Regions from separate parts of the Sus scrofa genome. Here regions 2 and 3 are each linked to region 1. A link is a contact called in public HiChIP or PLAC-seq data. All regions are on one chromosome and are shown on one strand. Each heading gives the region's core, a stretch centred on a gene start, on an enhancer-like site or on the middle of the called end of the contact. The rest is flanking DNA. Distances are from core to core; before and after follow the strand shown. Region 1 holds the start of CALM3 (calmodulin 3). Region 2 holds the start of NPAS1 (neuronal PAS domain-containing protein 1). Region 3 holds the start of SAE1 (SUMO-activating enzyme subunit 1).

What was found. HiChIP or PLAC-seq counts read pairs in DNA pulled down with a chosen protein or histone mark.
Region 2: an H3K27ac HiChIP or PLAC-seq map of skeletal muscle shows a contact between it and region 1, with 4 times the contacts expected there. The contact joins the promoter of NPAS1 here to the promoter of CALM3 in region 1. A contact is called at or near these places in 1 of 5 promoter capture datasets (fetal liver) and 2 of 2 datasets of contacts at active chromatin or transcription factors (alveolar macrophages and skeletal muscle).
Region 3: an H3K27ac HiChIP or PLAC-seq map of alveolar macrophages shows a contact between it and region 1. The contact joins the promoter of SAE1 here to the promoter of CALM3 in region 1. A contact is called at or near these places in 2 of 2 datasets of contacts at active chromatin or transcription factors (alveolar macrophages and skeletal muscle).

Annotation. Positions count from the first base shown.
Region 1 is chr6:52,504,180-52,508,366 of Sscrofa11.1, reverse strand. It overlaps CALM3 (calmodulin 3), which reads right to left and starts at 1,388. Exons shown (of 6, transcript NM_001244209.1): 1 at 1,221-1,388. The coding sequence starts at 1,223.
Region 2 is chr6:52,855,100-52,859,796 of Sscrofa11.1, reverse strand. It overlaps NPAS1 (neuronal PAS domain-containing protein 1), which reads right to left and starts at 2,058. Exons shown (of 11, transcript XM_021094623.1): 1 at 1,922-2,058; 2 at 1,284-1,519. The coding sequence starts at 2,043.
Region 3 is chr6:52,954,804-52,959,266 of Sscrofa11.1, reverse strand. It overlaps SAE1 (SUMO-activating enzyme subunit 1), which reads right to left and starts at 1,793. Exons shown (of 9, transcript XM_003127243.4): 1 at 1,594-1,793. The coding sequence starts at 1,691.

The DNA.
Region 1 (4,187 bases), core at 139-2,638:
TTCAGTGCGCAATAGAGGCCGGAACAACTCCGCCCACTGGCTCCCACTGCCTGGTGCCCTCTGCCCAGCCCCATCTTATGAGAAGGGGACCCTAGACCCACTCTCTCTGGCCTCTGCAGCCAGCCGCCCCCCATCCAGAATGAGCAGTCTTTGTCCCGGCTTTGCCCTGGAAACTTCCAGGAAGCTACCCACATCCACCTTCAAACCTAGGCCAACCTCAGCTGCCATTCATTTGCTCCAACATGTCTGCGGATCTCCTTCCACCACCCAAATCAAAGTGCTCGCCCACCCCTCACCTTGGAAACCCACCCCCTCGTGAACCCAAACACAACACTCCTCCCCACTCCTCTCCCCCCAAAACCAACCTCCTGTCCTAGTTTACCAGCCTTAACCCACTGGTAACCTCAGAATCTTCCCTGGCTGCCCCCCAACATCAACCACAGGGCCCCCGGACCCCGCACCACTGGCAAGCACGCTATCCCCTTTTAACCACTTCCCGACCCCAATCCTTTCCAGTCCCCATAGACTTCAGAGCATCTTCTAACCTCTGTCGCCACCCACCCTAGGCTCTTCCTCCCCAAGCTTGCACCTCACCCTCCTCCTTCTTCCTCTGCAATGTCTCTGGAGAACCTCCTTCTCTCCCCTCGAGGGTCTGGTCTGCAGGAGTGACCCCCACCTCCCTGGTCCCAGGAGCACCCCTCCCCACCCAGGCCCAGTTATCCACGGCCCCCTTTTGGGGAGCTCCCTAGCAGCCTGGCTTCCTTCCGATCCCCCTTCCCTGCATCCTCTCAGGACCCAAAGCCTTTATCAGGGCACAGATCACCCCCTTCTCTAGCCAACGTTTCTTCCCTCGCTCCCCTGGAATTCAAACACCCCACTTCGGGGACCAAACGCCTCATTCTGGGTCCAGGAGCCCTTCCCATTTGAGGGTCCAGATGCTCCATCCCGGGTTCCAGTGCCCCCCTTGGAGGACTCAGGTGCCCATTCTGGGGTCTAACTACCCCATGCTATACTTCTGGAAGACCCCCAAAGCCCTTGTGGGATCCAAATGTCCCGCTCTGGGTTCCAATGCCCCCGACTGAGGAGCAGAGAGGGGTCCAGAGGCGCTCGCTGGGGCCGAAACGCTCCCCCATTCTGGGTCCGCTCGCGCTCTCAGGGGTCCTGCCCCTCCGTGCCCGCCTCAGAGCCCCCGGCCTCGGCGGCCTCTCAGCCTCACTCACCATGGCGAGGCCCGGGGTGTCCGGAGCGCGGGGGTCAAGGTTCCTCCGGCGGCGGCAGCAGCTGCAGCAGCTCGAGCTCCGCCGCGCGTCCGCGCCTCCACACTCACTGCCCGCAGCGCGCGCCGCCGCCGCCGCCGCCCGCCCCAACGGTCCCTCAACGGCCGCCGCGCGCGCCCCGCCCCGCCCCGCCCGGCCCCGCCCCGCACGCGCGTCGCCGCACTGCGGCTCCCACGGATCCCTCCGCGCCTCCCTCCGCACCACCGGGCCCGCGGATCTCTCGCTCTCGGTTCGCGCAGACCTGTGTTTACGGCCGGCCGCGCGGGCACCCGCGCGGGACTACTTTCCGTCGCCGCGCGCCCCGCCCCCGTGCGGCTTTACTTTTCCCCTCGGCGGAGGGGCACCTTACGGCGGCGCGTGACGCGTCCCTGTGTGAGACGCGCCACTATTGGGCCCGGGTTATGGCGGAAATGAAAGCGCGGTGCCGATTGGTCCGGCCTTCCCTGCAATGCGTCAAATTGGGGCGAGCCACTGTGTGGTGGTGGTGGGGATTCTGAAATGTGTGGCTGCGTGGAGCCGTGAGGTGTAACGAGGCGAAGGGGAAAACTCTGTGACTGTTAGAGAAGCAACTACATAGTCTTTGCAGTCAGAGAGTAGTAAGAGGGCTGGTGGAAGATGCAGAAGCTCTTTCTCGGCTCTCCCCTCTAACAGATGGAAGATGGTGCAATCCAAAATGCTGGCCTGGAAGCTCCGCCCCTAACTGGACCCTCCGAGTTGGCGGGGTCTACAAGGTTCAGCTGGTTACTTAGAACTTCCACCTGTTGGGGCCAGGTGTCTCCACCCTGAGACACACTCTACAGGTGTGCAGAACGCCTGTCCCCCTGATTGGCCCAAGGTCTGTGAAGCTGGGGCCACCCCGGGACGATCTCTGGGAATATGGCATTAATTCAGCCTTCAATTAAGCCTAAATTGAGCGCCTCCTGTAAGGCTGGACCAGTGTACTTGGCTTGGCTGGGGAGCCCAGACTTGCACTGTCTTATTGTGTTGTAGACCACCTGACTCTTGCACTCCTTGTGCCTAGGTTCCAACCATAGGAGGAAAAGAGTGTGAAGGTTAACTGTGACTGTTTCCTGGAGCTCAGAAACAGTTGTGAGCGGTCATTTGATTGAATTGTGGTTAAAAAGGATGTGTGCAGAAGCGATATGTGAAACTTTTGGACATGCCCTTAAGGGGGTGGAGAGCATGCTGTCCTTTCTCTCACCTTGCCTGCTGATGGAACAGCCTGGTAGGCATTAGAGGAGAGACCAATGGGAGCAAACTCACCTAAGATCTGGATGATTTTCTGGAGCAGAGCTCACCTTTTTGTCCCCAGTGCCAAAATTTTATGCAAGAGAGAGAGACTTTTTTTTTTTTTTTTTTCTTTCTAGGGCCACACCTGTGGCATATGGAGGTTCCCAAGCTAGGGGTCAAATTGGAGCTACAGCTGCTGGCCTACATCACAGCCACAGCAATGAGAGATCCCAGCCACATCTGCAACCTACACCACAGCTCAGGGCAATGCCAGATCTTTAACTCACTGAGCAGGGCCAGGGATCGAACCTGCATCCTCATGGATCCTAGTCGGGTTCATTAACTGCTGAGCCACGACGGGAATTTTGAGGAATACATTTCTCTATGGCTTAAGTCACTGTTATTTTGGGTCACTGTGTTATAGCAGCCAAACATGAACGTGTTCCCTTTTTGGTTAGTGCCCTTGCATTGGTGGAAGCTGACTCGGATGCCTGCTTTGGGGGAGGACCTGTGGTTCAGGTGTAAACCATCAACTTTTCTTATTTCCATACCTCTGACTGGTTCAGAGCCAATTGTGTGTGCATGTGTGTGCATGTGTGGCATAATTTATTTATCTATCTATTTTTATTTATTTTTTTACTGTGGCATGTGGAAGTTCCTGGGCCAGGGATTGAACCCATGCCACAGCAGTAACCCGAGCTGCTGCAGTGACAACGCCGGATCCTTAATCCACTGCACCATGGGGAACACCACAGCATAATTTACATTCAGTGAAATGCCACAGGGAATTCCTGTCGTGGCGAAGTGGAAACGAATCCGACTAGGAACCACGCACGAGGTTGCAGGTTTGATCCCTGGCCTTGCTCAGGGGGTTAAGGATCCAGTATTGCTGTGAGCTGTGGTGTAGTTCTTAGACTCGGCTCGGATCTGGCATTGCTGTGGCTGTGATGTAGGCTGGTGGCTGTAGCTCCAATTAGACCCCTGGGAACATCCATATGCTACGGGTGCCACCCTAAAAAAGCAAAAAAAAAAAATTAAAAATAAAAATAAATAAATAAATAAAACAAAAATTAAGAGAAAAATAAAAAGGTTTTAGGTATTCAGCTCAGTGAGGTTTTTTGTTGTTGTTGTTCTTTTTTGTTCTTTTTAGGACCACACCCAAGACATATGGAAATTCCCAGGCTAGGGGTTGAATACACCCCTGGCCTATGCCACAGCCACAGCAATGCTAGACCTAAGCCCTCTCTGCGACTTACACCATAGTTCACGGCAACACCAGATCCCTAACCCACTGAGCAAGGCCAGGGATTGAACCTGGGTCCTCATAGATACTAGTCAGATTCCTTTCCACTGAGCCACAGTGTGATCTCCCAGCTCAGTGAGTTCTGACAATTCCATATACCTGTGTAACCACCGCCTAAGACGAGCTGTACGTTTCCATCATCCCAGAATTTAGCTCCTCTGTGGCCCTTCCCAGTCAATTCCTGTCCCACTCAACCAAAATGTTTCTGGCTTCTGTCATTAGAAATTCGTTTTGCCTATTCTAGAGTTTTGTAGAAATGGAATTGTATGGAATGCATTTTTTTGGTTGGACCAATGTAATATTTTGGAGCAAAAGTTCCATGGACCATACTTATACTCAAATATCTATTTTTGTTGTTGATCTGGAATTCACATTCA
Region 2 (4,697 bases), core at 809-3,308, 350 kb before region 1:
CCGTAATGACAGTAATCAGCGGCGCTAATGCCGCATTCTCTCCGCGCCAGTCAATTCGCCTAATTACCGCCTGGGAAGCCGGATTATTTAAATTTAAATGGTGATTTATTGCGAGCTTAATCAATGCTATTTTCTCTTCCCCTCCCCCCGAGACCGGGGCAGGAGGGGAATTGGAGCCCCTCCAACCCCACCCTAAGGACAACCCTTTGGTGGTGGTGGGGGAGTAGCCCAGGATGTCCTGTCCCTGTCCCCTGCACTCGCAGCTGAACATGATTCTCTCTCTTCTAGTAATAAGAGTAATGCAATAAAATAGGAAATAGAAGTAGTAACAATAACACTTTGAAACATCTATCAATAATAAAGTCTGAATAATAAGGAAAAGAGATATTTGCCTATATATCTGTTTTACATAGTCTAGAGGTTTACATAGTATCCATTGCATTTCTTTGTTTATTTCATCTTGTGTCTTGGCAGTAGGACCTCAGCCTGCCTGGGGCAGGGACCTTTATCCAGTTTGTTTCCTGCTGGATCCTAGGGCTCAGAATAGTAGATGCTCAATAAACCTGCAGATACTATCATTAACAGTACTAGCCACATATTGACTGTTTACTCAGTGCCAGGTGTGTAGAGGGTCCTTACACCTATTACCCCTTCTCAGCCCGGGGTGGGAGGGCGGTGGGCAGTGGTGGCGAGGGCCTTCATCCTGATTCCCATTTCACAAGTGAGGTACAGAGAGGTGAGGCGATCACAATACTGGCGAGCGGCCGAGTGGGGCAGGGACCCCTGTCTTTCTGAAGCTCCCCATCTGACCTGCCATAGTATCCTGTCTCCTTCCCGCTCTCCCAAACTGGGCATTCAGACTCCAGAGTCTGTGTTCCTTCTGGGATCTGAGGGCGGGGGTTTCTTGCCCATTCGTGGCTGGGAGCTCAGGCTGGGTCCCCTCTGTCCCGCCCATGGAGCTGCGGGTCGCTTCTGTGATGATAATGATTCATTTCCCCTAATACGAATAACATGTGCTAGTGGTATGATCCCTGGAGTGGCCAGGCCCTTGATCAGGCCAGAAGTCATGCAATTGTCCCCACCTCGTGTGCTCGCTTTACAGATGAATAAACTGAGGCTTGGATAATAGAAGCCGCCTGATAGGGACGCACAAAAGGTCTGACTCCAAATGCCTTACTCTCTCCCGGGGGAGGACCAGGGCAGGGCTAGCGCGCACCTCGGATCAGGGCTCCCCTGCCCCCAGGAGAGTGCCGAGACCCCCGCCCCCTTGCACGCGCACTCACCGAGGCTGGCCGGCGGCCCCGCGGTCCGCAGCCCCCAGGGCGGCGCCCCGAGCGCAGCGAAGCGGCGCAGGCGGAGGTAGGTGACGCTGAGGCGCACGATGGACGCCTTGTCCAGCTGGCTGGAGATCGCTCCGGGCAGCGGGAGCAGCTTGGCCAGCTCGAAGAACTCCAGGTTCTCCTTTCCGCGCCGCGAGCGCGCTGCGTTCCGGGACTTCTCCTTGCGCTGCGCCTGCAGGCTGGGCGGGCGGCGCGGAGGGGGCGTCAGCAGGAGCCACCAGGCTCGGGGGTCTGGGGTGGAGGGGCGAGCCCCGCCTCCCCGGGCCTCGGGCAGGAGGCGGGACGTTGGAGGTCGATTCAGGTGGGGGCAGAGCCTGAGTGTGACTTCTACGCGCGGCCGTGGGGACAGAAACTTGGGTCTAAATTCTGGGGAAGAGGAAGAGGGGGTAGATAAGAGTACTGGGTAGTAGGAATTCCGAGGAAGGGGGCTCGGAACAGAACGCCAGGGATGGGCGTTACCGAACCGCAGTAAAGCAGCAACTCCGGGTAAGAAATTCTAGCCCCCCAGTGGGCGGGGCAGAGAGTGTGAATTTCTTCCCTTAGGGGCGGGGCCAAGGCCCGAGGGGCGGGGTTTTGCTCACCAGGGTCCGGGAGGGGCCTTGACCACGAGCCCCGGCAGAAAGTCCCACGGGACGCTGCCGCCGCGACCTCCCCCGCACCTGACTTCGCCTCCGCCACCACTGCTGGGGTAGGGGGCCGCCATCTCCGCGGGGACCGGCTCAGGCGGGCTCAGAGCAGCCTGCGGGACTCGAGAGCCGCGTCTCCTGCAGCGGGAAGGAGCCGGAGGCAGAGCTCAGTGCTCAAGGGGGGCCCTGGGACGCCTGCTCGGTAAACCGAGGTCCGCGTGGGGCTCAGGGTCCCGTCAAGGCGCTGGGGCTGGTTGGTGCCTCAGTTTCCCCTCCCTGGAGGCCCCGCTACACAGTCTGCAGCTCTCACCGTGCCGGGCTCGAGGCGAAGCTCAAGGCGAGGACGTGCCCCGCCGCCGCCTCCCCGCGCCGCCCGCCGGCGCGCCCGCCTCACGCCCGCGCCGGGCCGGCTCCCGCATACCAATAGGCGCACGCGGCGCGCATACGGATCCGACCGGCCCGCGCGCTGCGTGCCAAGCATGCCCAAGCCGGGCGGGGGGCGGGCGCTTCGCCGGAGCCCAGCCGCGCGCAGCTTCGGCCCCCAGAGCCCTTTGCCCCGGGGGTCCGTCCCCACCCCCCAAGCACACCCTAGAAGTCCCGCTTCTCGAATCTGCGGTGCTCCTATTTCCTGGACAGGGCTAAGGAGATAGCAGGGCAGAGGGTTGGGACCCCACCCCACGCTCTGTCCAGAGACAACCCCCAGCCCCTCTGGGTGGTGCCACGTGTCCCGGCCGCCAAATCTCCGCAGCCACAACTTCCTCCCTGAAGACCCTGGCGTGCGAGCCTCAACCCCCGATGCAGTGGCCAGAGCCTCAGGCCGAGGACGCCCCCAGGGTGGACCTGACCCTTGGGGCCCAGATGTCCTCCTATCCAGATCCCCCCGAATTAGGAAGGTGTTCCGTTATGTCTTTATTCCTCCAAGACTGGGCGTTCAGGATCCACCCCCACCCCTATATCCATGCCGCCTCCAAGCCTCCCCAACCAGGTGCCCTAGACCTTGGAGTCCAGATCCCCTAGCTCCCTATTTCCCCAGGACCCAAACATCCGTGTGCCCCTTCCCTCTGCTTCGGGATACAGACGCTCCGACGCCCTAGCCCCCAGGACACTGGAGTTCCGGTCCCCTTTTCCTTCGGGACCCAGGAGTTCCCTGTCCTCTCATGCCAGGCACCAGGCGTCCCCTACCCACAGGACCCACAGCTTCGTTACCTGGCCGCGGGGCAGGTTCCGGGCGCGGCGTGGGGCCGGCCGGGCGGCGCAGAGGAGCGGCCCCATAGACCCCGGGACGCGCCGGGCTCGGTGGGGCGCGCAGGCTGTGGTGCTAGGCTCTCCGCGCCCACCGAGGCCTCGCAGACCTGAATGCGCGGGGACAGCGCTAGCGGTCGGGGGCGGGGTCTGCTAGAGCCCCGCCCCTTGAGTCTCCGCCCCTCGGTCCAGCCCAGCGTCAACCACTTCGGCCTTTTCCATGGCAGGGGGTTCCCAGCAAGGGAGTCCTGGGCTGCTCAGGTGTCTGCGTCCTCTCACCCAAGGGCACCATCGAGGGGCCAGCCCCTTCTCACCCAAACGAGAACCTCAGTCAGTTTCTCCACCGCGAGAGGGGAACATCGGCATCCAGGCTCCATCTCTATACCCCATCGGGAAGAACTATCACCCTCTCTCCCCCAAGAAAACCGGGCACCCCAGCAGCCCCTCCGGACAAGGGCGGCATCCTGCACCCAAGTCCTCTGCAGGGGTGGAGACTCAGAAGCAAATCCAGGCGTCGGAGATCTTCATTTTCCAGCCGAAAACTTCAATTTGTCAGCAAGACCCTTTGGACAAGAAGGTGACCTTCGCTCACCACCCCGCACCCCCACCTATAAGACCAGGATTTGATATCCGGACCTCCCAGGGACCGGGACACAGGAATCCGAGGAATTTCAGTGACCACGATATCCTGGGGTCTTATTCTGGGGTCTTATTCGTGCTCTCGTGGGAACCAAAACATCAGAGCTTCCCATTAGACCGTAGCTGAGAACGTAGGAATTACAGTGCCTCCCACAGAGAACAGGGATCCAGATGACCCAGCCTAGGAGATACCACACCTCTCCTTCCCAAGCCCATTTGGCAGCCTGGCATGGGGGTGTCCAGGTGCTTAAGTGCTCCTAGGAGATCACAGTGCAGCTAATGAAGGTGGGACTGAAGTCTTAGGAGAGGCAGGTGGGCAGGGGGTGGCAAAGAGCAAGGGCCACCTCTGGATGGACAGAGAACTGAGGCACACACCTCTGAACCCTCATGGGCACTGGCTGATGGGAACACTTTTTTTTTTCCAAGGTCCTGGCATGCAGAAGTTCCCCAGCCAAGGATTGAATGCATGCCACAGCAGTAACCTGAGCCATGGCAGTGACGCTGGATTCTTAACTGCAAGGCCACAGGGAACTCAATGGGAACACTTTTTAAAAATTTTTTTCTAAGCCTGCACCTGCGGCACATGGAGGTTCCCAGGCTAGGGGTTGAATTGGAGCTGTAGCTGCCGGCCTCCGCCAGAGCCACAGCAACACAGGATCTGAGCCGCATCTACAACCTACGCCACAGCTCATAGCAACTCTGGATCCTTAACCCATTGAACAAGGCCAGGGATCGAACCTGCGTCCTCATGGATTCTAGTCAGATTCGTTAACCACTGAGCCACTACGGGAACTTCCAATGGGAATACTCTTAAAATGGCTCAGAATAACCACACCTAACAATTTGGGAT
Region 3 (4,463 bases), core at 544-3,043, 450 kb before region 1:
GCCACAAGCACAGCCAAAACAAACAAACAGCAACAAAAAACCTAAGTCCCAAAGAGAACCCCCGATTCTTCCCCCACCCCACCAAACCTGCAGTTTCCCCCACCTCCGTCAGGAAGGGCACTTCCATCTTCCCACTTGCTCAGGCCAAAAACCTTGGAACCTTCCTTGAGTTCAGACTCTCATACCCCACACAATGAACCCTTGAGCAAAGTCTGTCCCCTCTACCTTCAAATTATCCAGAATCTATTTTTGACCCTTTCCTAGAGTTCCGAGCCACCATTACTTCTGTCTCAAGGGGATTACTGCAGCAGCAGCCTCCTAACTGGAATCCTTACTCCCACCTCTGCCCACATCAACCTATTCTCCAATGCAACAAGAGTGATGCTTTTCAAACACAAATCAGATCACGTTACGCCTACGCTCAAACTCTCCAACGGGTTTCCCAGCACATTTATAATAAAAAAAGCTACTCAACTCCTTTGGTTCCAGTCACCCTGAGGCTCCAATGTGCCAAGCATGCTCTGGCCTCCAGGATGTTACACTTGCTGTTCTCTATACCAGGAAGGTCCTTCCAGATGGCTCTTTCCTTTCATACAGGTCGGAGGCTCAGTGTTACCTCTTCAGAGCCTCCCCTGGCCCCTCTCAAAATAGCTCTCCCACCTCACCATCCTTTATTGCTCCTCTTCTCCTTGTCTCTCTAGCACTTACATTCCTTAATATTTTATTATTTCTTTATGTTTACCGCCTCCTCGGGTAGAATATAAGCTCCAGGTGAGCAAGGAGTCTGCCTAGTTCACTGACCCACGCTCCGTGCCCATTAACAGTGCCCGTGGCAAGTGCTCAATCAATAGCTGATTAAATCAATCACCTCTTTCAAAGACCTCACGCCCTCGGACAATTTCTCCTCCATGCCCAAGGATGCCCAATCCCGTCCTCTGTGGACACGCCCCCACATCTAGACACAAGCAACCTCTTCAGGTCCTCCTGCCCCCCTAGACGCTTCAAACCTGTCAGGACTCCCACTTGAAATAACCTGCTCCAAGACACCTCAAAACCCCTCATTCTTTCAGACTAGCCCACCCTTTAGAGGCCACAAGAATGAATGGAAGCTCGCATCTGCTCGGTTCGCCAGTCTCACCAGCGGCCAGCACAGAAGACGTTCCCATTACCTATGAATGAATGAACTATGACCTCCCCCCCGCTTTCATCCTTTCCATGCGTTCCTGGCCCCCTTCTATACCCTAAGCCTTCCTCCTCACCTCGATCTAAATTCCAACATCACTCCCTCCGAGCGCCGAGCCCCGGAGTCTTGAATCCTCGCGAACGCTCCGGGCTCTCCCTCCGCCCCCTCTAGACGCCTCCAATCCCCCAGAACGGCCTTCCCACCACCCTGGGACGTCCTCGCTTCCCATACCTGCCGAGGAAACATCCCAAATCAAACCCTCCAGTCCTCTCAAGCGGGCGACCATGCCCGGGTACATGATTCCCACCTCCTCTCTTCAAATTCGACCCTCTGGCTCCCCGAGGGCCGCCAACGCCTCAGGCCAGACGCCCCTCCAAACCCTCAGCCCCACAAGCCGCACTGGCCCTGACCGTTTTTGGGCCTCCAGTCCCCAGAGACGGATCTGCCGGTCATACTGCGCCGCCTCCTCCTCGCTGATACCGCCGCCCGCCTCCTCCTTCTCCACCATGGCGCCAGCTCTCGCTGCCTGCGCTCGGGTCCGTTCGCAGCAACCGCCCGCCGGCCCCACACGCCGCCAACCGCCGCCGGCCGCGCTCCCGGGCCGGGTCTGCGCCTGCGCCGGGAACAGCGCCTGCGCAGTACCGCCCCCACCGCCGCCACCCGGCCCTGGAGCCTGGAACCAAGTCGAACTCCTAAGCCTCCAAAGCGGGCGGGCTGGCAGGCGAGAGCCAGTCACGTGACAGAGGCTGCTGCCAATCCCGGCCAAAAAACTGCAGGGCTTCTGAACCCGCGAGGATACCCAAGTGATCGTTTGTTTGTGAGTCTATTAATTCAGCAATAACGAGGGAGCATGTGCTGAAATCGCAGCAATGGAGGTGTTGTGAAAGAGTGTCGAGTAATACATAGTCTTGTCCAGAGGGAGCTTACATTCTATTGAGGAGGGCCCAGGGGAAAAAAATAGAGGAAAATTAAAACAGGATATGGGAGTTCCCGTCGTGGCGCAGTGGTTAACGAATCCGACTAGGAACCATGAGGTTGCGGGTTTGGTCCCTGCCCTTGCTCAGTGGGTTAACGATCCGGCGTTGCCGTGAGCTGTGGTGTAGGTTGCAGACGCGGCTCGGATCCCGCGTTGCTGTGGCTCTGGTGTAGGCCGGTGACTACAGCTCCGATTTGACCCCTAGCCTGGGAACCTCCATATGCCGCGGGAGCGGCCCAAGAAAATAGCAACAACAACAACAAAAAAAAAAAAAAAAAAAAAAAAAAAGACAAAAAAACAGGATATGGCACTCCAGGGTGACAGCAGTGGCCAGAGAAGTCCTCTCGGAGAAGATGCCATTGAGCAGAGATCTGAAGGGAACTGTAGAAACAAGCTACATAGATAACTGGGTAGACGGAGCATTTCTGGACAGGAGAACAAACAGCTGGTGCAAAGGCCCTGAAGCTTACTGACACAACTGAGGAGCCCGCGAAGAGGGCAGGGCAACTGGAACAGAGTGAGAGGGTGGGAAATGGTAGGAGTTAAAATCATAATATGAAGCAGGTGGGGAATAGTAAGCCCTTGTAGGTTAGTGATAGCTAATGTGTATTTTCTGTAGGCAAAGTGCATTTTTACTATCCATTCAACAAATAATTACTAAATGCATGTTGATTCAGTAATTATGTGCTAGGACTAGGGCAGTGAAAAAGAAAAAAAAAAATGAGTTCCTGCTGTGGCACAGTGGGTAAAGGATCATTGTTACCACAGCCATGGTATAGGACACAGCTGCGGCATAGGTCACACCTGAGGCTTGGATTCGATCTCTGGCCCAGGAACTTCCCTATGCCAAGGGTGCAGCCAAAAAAAGGAAAAAAACGGCTGCCCCCTCATGTAGGGTAAATGGGCTTTGTGTGGATGGATTATTTCTCTAACCCTTATGAGAGTAGATAATTTATTTAATAGTCCCATACCATAGCTAAGAAGTCTGAGGTACAACAGATTATCAGTAGCCTGAACGAAGTCTTATATCATAGAAGTAGTGAATCTAGGATTCAAATCCAGGCTGTGTGGCACACATACAAGAGGTTACACCGCTGGTGGTACATTAAGCTCCTACTATGTGCTCTGATCTTATCCAGTGGGTACATACTCCGTGAACCTCAAAGATAGACTTTTCCTCCACTTTACAATATGACTCTGGGACCCAGAAAAGGGTAGTAATTCATCCCAGGTCAAAATACCATTGAAAAGAGTTCTCGGAGTTCCTGTCATGGCGTAGCAGAAACGAATCCGACTAGGAACCATGACATTGCGGGTTCATTCCCTGCCTGGCCCAGTGGGTTAAGGATCTGGTATTGCGGTGAGCTATGGTGTAGGTCCCAGATGCAGCTTGGATCTCATGTTGCTGTGGCTCAGGCATAGGCCAGCAGCTGTAGCTCCGATTAGACTCCCAGCCTGGGAACCTCCATATGCTGCTGGTGCAGCCCTAAAACGACAAAAGACACCAAAAAAAGAGTTCCCATTGTGGCTCAGCGGAATTGAATCTGACTAGCATCCTTGAGGATGCAGGTCCGATCCCTGGCCTCACTCAGTGGGTTGAGGATCTGTCGTTGCTGTGAACTGTGGTGTAGGTCGCAGATGTGGCTTGGATCTTCTGTGGCTGTGGTGTAGGCCAGTGGCTACAGCTCCAGTGCAACCCCTAGGCTGGGAACCTCCATATGCTGTGGGTAAAACCCCTAAAAAAAAAAAAAAGACAAAAGATGTATATCATTAAAAAAAATGTGACCGGAGTTCCCATAGTGGCTCAGTGGAAAGGAATCTGACTAGGATCCACGAAGATGTTTGTTTAATCCCTGGCCTCACTCAGTGGGTTAAGGATCTGGCGTTGCTGTGAGCTGTGGTGTAGGTCGCAGATGTGGCTCAGATCTAGTGTTCCTTTGGCTGTGGTGTAGGCTGGCAGCTGCAGCTCCGATTTGACCCCTAGATTGGGAACCTCCATATGATGCACATGTGGCCCTAAATAGACAAAAAACAGAAAACAAGAACAAACATGGCCAATACCTACTCTGTTGGTAAGCGATGTGAAATAAATTACGTAGAAATTTGGGGGCTTAATGACTATTATCTCTTATTCTGTGAATCGGTAATGCAGGAGCAGTTTGGGTGGGCAGTTCTTGCTCAAAGTGTCTCATGAGGATGCAGTCAGATGCCAGCTGGGGACTTCATCTGGGCCAGGGATCAAACATTCACCACAGCTGCAGGGGGAGCCACAGCAGTAACAACGCTAGATCCTTAACTTGCTGT